Linked DNA regions of Canis lupus: region 2 is linked to region 1. Evidence: chromatin contacts called from public Hi-C data. All regions are on one chromosome and are shown on one strand. The core of a region is the stretch at or near the end of the contact, and the rest is flanking DNA. Distances in the headings are between cores, read along the strand shown. Region 1 overlaps LOC119864898 (a long non-coding RNA gene). Region 2 overlaps SPON1 (spondin-1).

Region 1 (2,527 bases), core at 11-2,510:
CCAGCCACCCATCTAATAGCTTATGACATTTGGAGAATCTGGTTTCTGAGCCACACTTTTTATCTGCTCATGCTATCTGAGCAACACTATTTATCTTGCATTTAAATAAAGGAATGGAAAAAGATGCATCTTGCCAGCTTATATATTTTGTTTGGCTGGACAGCGCTGTTTGCTGTTAAAATTTAATTCACTGCAAACATTTAGAACTCGCAAAATGTAGGGCTTGCTTCTCTTAAACTGGAGCCACATCGTGCCTATTTCCCCACATGGTGACAATAGGCCGAGCTGAGTCCCTGCTGCTGCCTATGCTCCTCCACCCTCCCCCAGGTCACTAGTTTTGTTACCCACCCGGCCCATGGAGGCGTGTGAATTTGCAATCAGCCAGTGAATGTAGCTCTGGCCACCTAGCCTCTCCAGTGGCAGTTGGCAGGAGTTCTCGAGTCAAGAAGCACTGAGTCAGGGTGTCCTGCTCTTCAGTCTTGTCCTGGTATTTCAAACATACATGAAAGCGTGTCAGTGGTCAGGTGGTCTATTACTAGGACTTTGCTGCCTTAGCGTTACACCTTTAGAGCTAACTAGGCAAGATGGTGGAAGAGGAGGGGTCCTCATTTCATCCGATCCCCTAAATTTAGCTAGATAACAATCAAACCATCCTGAACACCTATGAATTCAACCTGAGATGTAAACAAAGAACAGCTGGAACTCTACAAATAGAAAAGTGACCACTTTTTGCTAGGTAGGAGTGTGGAGAAGAGAAACAGAAGGGATATATGGGAAGATAAACAGTGGGAGGGGGAGTCTTTGTAAGCCAGCTGCAGGAAAGTGATACAACCCTGGGGCTCAAAGTTGGGACCTTTAGAAATCTGCTCCTGTGAGAGCCTTCCCTGCCTGAAAGGTGCTCAGTGGTGAAGTGGGGCAGAACCGCAGGTGGGACAGTGCGGTCTCGATATTCCAGGAAGCACAGAAAGAACAGGGATGCCTGAGCCAGCAGAGCTCCCAAGCATTGGAGTGGGGAAACCGGTTTAAGTCAGTGAGCCTGGGAGACGGTTATGTGCTGTGCCATAACCGTGAACCATGGACGGATCAGGTGATCGCTCTCCATGTCAGGTCCCTGCAAAGGACTAAAACACAGCAACCCTCCACCTTCCTCAGGGAGAAGTGCAGCAGGTGCACACTTGATCGGGTGAATGCTCTCCATACCAAGGCCTGGCAATGGACAGAAACTGGGTGACCCTCCACCTCCTCCAGGAACTATGGAGTGGGTGCACACAGGAGCAGGCAAAGGCTGTCCCTGTTGAAACCCTACAAATTGCACAAATTAGTGTCCCCCTGCCTGCCCCTGGGGAAGATCCGAGTGGGTGAGCACCATAGAAGTCTGCAGAGTTTGGCACACACCCAGATCACTCAGCTCCAGGCCAGGGCTGGAGATCCGGGTACAGCCTTTTTTTTTTTTTTTTTTCTCATTTCATCATCAAAAGAGGCCTGGAAAGCCTTCAAGGAACTAAAGCCTCACACAGCAAACAGCTTACAGTGAGCCTGGCCCAGAGGCAAGAGTAGTGCAACTCCACCCAGGCACAGACACCTGAGAATCAGCACAGCAGGCCCCTCCCCCAGAAGGCCAACTGGAAGAACAGGGCAACAGCAAGTTTACTGACCAAACAGCCCTGGAAAGTTCCAGGGCTGAGGAAAAATAGTATATAGAACTTGAGTTTTTTTTTCTTATGGTTCGTTTATCTTTCCGGTTAAAATTTTCCATTATTTTTTCTCTTTTTCTCATCTCAACTAGTTTCTTATTTTATCAACTCATTTTTAAGTCTTTTCCAACTTTCATATTTTACAATTTTGTGTTATAGATATATTCTTCATTTTTGGCTTCCTTTCACTGTATTCAATTTTATTTTTGTACATATATGTTTTACTTTTTTATGATTTTTGAAAAAGATTTTATTAATGAAAGACTCAGAGAGAGGCAGAGACACAGGCAGAGGGAGAAGCAGGCTCCCTGTGGGGAGTCTGATGCAGGAATTGATCATGCCCTGAGCCAAAGGTAGTTCCTCAACCACTGAGCCACTCGGGTGCCCCCCCTTTTTTTATAATTTTGGAATTTAATATCTTATAACACACAAACCAAAATACACTCAGAACCGGTGGGCCACCCCATTTTGTCCACCCTGTGAGATTATATTGTCTCTCCCCAGCCTCATTCCCCCCCCACCTATTTTTTTTTAAGATTTTATTTATTTACTCATGAGAGAAAGGCAGAGACCTTCCAATAATTCCAATAATATGGATGTTACTTTCTTTTTTTCAAACTATTACTTATTTCTCAGAGCCTCTCCTGTGGGCTCTTAGTTTTTATTCTCTTTTCCTCGGCTTCCTTCCTTTCCATCAACTTGTCTTCCATGTCACTTATTCTCTCTTCTGCCTCATTTATTCTAGCTGTTAGAGCATCCAGTTTAGACTATACCTCAGTTAGAGTATTTGTAATTTTAGCCTGATTAGATCTTATTTCTGCACTAAGAGATTC
Region 2 (2,527 bases), core at 16-2,515, 390 kb before region 1:
AATATAAATGAATGGCAAAGACTGGAGATCCCAGAAACTTTAGATAAGGTATCATACAAAGGAGACTTCACAAATAAGGAGGGGGAAATGGGAAGGTTGTGCAACAGTGGGGCTGGGCTAACTTAACTGCAATAAAAAAATAAAAAAGGGGGATTCGCATCTAATCTCGTACGCCAAGATAAATAAATTAAAAAAAAAATCCAGAGCTACATAGAAAGCAACCAGATTATAGGAAAAAAGTTGTTTACAGATCTGTGAGAGAAATGTTAATTTTCTCAGCTTTGGAACAATAAAGCAATCACAAAAGTAGCTAATTGAATTATCCACCAGCTAAAGACATCTGTGTAATGAAACAACAGTGTCGAATTAGAGAAAAAAATGGCAGGTTGACAAAAACGTCTCCGTGCAGTGTGGCTGACAAATGTGACTATCTGTGTATGTCCAGAGCTGGTCCAGATCTGCCAGAGAGACACCACCACCGTCCCAACAGATACAGGACGGCTCTGAACAGACCGTGCACACTGGAGAAATGAAAAAGGAAGACCAAGTGAAGACACGGAGAAGTGTTTCGCCTCTTTTACATTCGGAGAGGCAGTGTGGCGTGTCAAGAAGAACACAGGCTATTGGAAGAGGCGGCTGGATTTGAATCCGGGTTCAGCCACTCGCTAAGCTCTGTGCCAGGCTCTTACCCCAGTGCTCTTTGCAAAATGGGAGCATCCTCATGCCGGCCCAAGGGCTTTGTGCGAGGCAACTGCTTGTGGTCGTGACCAGCACATCACAGGATTTGGTAAATGTTGGTTTTCTACTCCTTGAAGCTTTTCCAAACAGAACTTTGAAAAGCACCATAAAAGAAAAGAGGCAGTAGGGGACTTTTACGCTCCTTCTAAGAACTTGTTATTCCTTCTGAACCTGAGCCTCACTGGTGAGACTCCAGTCGCTGGCCGTTCAGATCCCTCATGCACTGGGTTGGGGCTCTCCTGTATTTCAAATAATCCCCAATAAAGAGCTTTCAAAGTTGCAGAAACTCAACCAAAGCACTAGAGGGCACCCGAGCCACGCGCTAGGCTGGACCCCCGCGTCGGGGGAGGCAGGTTTGAGCGCGGTTTCCTCGGGGAAAGCTGCTGCTAAGCCGGAGGCATCTAGGACTCCGGTCCCCCGGGGCAGGTTAGGCCTGCCTCCTGCCCCTCGGGTCCAAGGCCAGTCTCTGCAAGACCGAGGACACCGACAGAGCTGGGCAAGTGCCACAGGAGGCAGGGAGGGCCGGGAGACCTTCAGCCCTGATCCGAGAGGCAGAGACAGACAGACAGACAGACAGAGATGCCTCTGTCCTCGTGGGGCCATTTGCCTGGCGCTGGCCCTGCAGGGGCAGGATTTCTGGAGAGGGCGACCAGGGTCTCTAATCCACCCTCCCATCTGTCTGGGACACGGAGATGCTTGTCTTATTAAATATGAATTAAACAGAGTGGCTGGGAATAATGAAGGGGACTGTAGTCCCTGCCAAGATTCATTAGGACAAAAAAAACTATTTTGAAAAGTTCCAGGGATTCCTAGCATTCGGATTAAACCGGAGGAGTGGTGGAGATCCAGAGTCGATTTGCAGGAAACCTGGTCACTTTCTACCCTGGCGCCCGCGGAACTCGTGAAGGATGTGGGGTGTGCCCACAATCTGCCCTTTCTGTCTCCTCCTGCGCTCCGGCCTGGAGCTACGGCGGGGTTTACTGAGCTAAGCAAGGCAGCAGCGCACTTGTTGGGTCAGGGCTGTCCTTGGGGAGGTCGGTCCCGGGGAAGAAGGGGAAGATCATTGAAAAGCAAGTCAGTTTCACCGGCAGGACCTCACAAAGTAGGTCACCCCGGCTTTCCACTGGCCCAAGGGAGGCTGGCATCCCATTAACCTCAATCGGGCAGGCTCAGTGACGAGGGGCAGGGCTCTTTCTGCAAAACAAAACTTGGCTGCGTGGAGGCTTCCTCATTTGACTTCCTAATGAGATCTGGAAGAGGAATGGGGGTGCTGGGGTCCGGGAAAATCAAAGGAGAACTCCTCTCCCTTACCAGGCTGGTAGCACTAAGTGGCGAGGGACGGGGTGTTCGGGCCGTCCGAAGTGTTTGCCAGCAATTAATTCTGTTCCACTGGGGTCTCAGCAAGTCTGAGGGATGGGCGAAGGGTGAGAAGGTGTCCCCAAGTTTTTTGGTGGGTCCCCCCCCCAATTTTTCAGAAAGTCTCTCCCATCTTAAAAAAGGCAAAAAAAAAACCAACCAAACAAAAAACCATCACAAACTTCATGGACTCTTTCATCTCCTTCTTAGAGCCACTGCTTGGTCTCCCTTCGTGCACAGCAAACCGCACAGAAGACCTGTCTATACGCGCTCCCTCCATGAACTCACTTTCTGTTCACATTCCACCTGCTCGAGGCCTCTGGCCGTTGGCAGCAGGAAGGGTTCTCAGTAACGTCACTGGCGTTCGTCATGTTGATCCATCCAAGCAGCACCGGGCAGCCCTCGGCTTACTTGACCTCTCAGCCACCGGGCG

The links. Hi-C and Micro-C count contacts between places; a contact is called where the count stands out from the background.
Region 2: a contact with region 1 is called in a Hi-C map of amygdala, with 8 times the contacts expected there. The contact joins two enhancer-like sites. A contact is called at or near these places in 3 of 9 Hi-C or Micro-C datasets (amygdala, blood and skin fibroblasts).

Annotation. Positions count from the first base shown.
Region 1 is chr21:37,226,349-37,228,875 of UU_Cfam_GSD_1.0, reverse strand. It overlaps LOC119864898 (a long non-coding RNA gene), which reads right to left. Exons shown (of 3, transcript XR_005375372.1): 2 at 349-484. Among named protein-coding and RNA genes, the nearest start is that of FAR1, 100 kb to the right of the region's middle. Within about 2 kb of position 1,260, at least 2 of the 20 cell types and tissues checked have an H3K27ac peak or open chromatin away from gene starts, as enhancers often do.
Region 2 is chr21:37,613,954-37,616,480 of UU_Cfam_GSD_1.0, reverse strand. All of the region lies in intron 8 of SPON1 (spondin-1), which reads right to left. Among named protein-coding and RNA genes, the nearest start is that of RRAS2, 110 kb to the left of the region's middle. Within about 2 kb of position 1,265, at least 4 of the 20 cell types and tissues checked have an H3K27ac peak or open chromatin away from gene starts, as enhancers often do.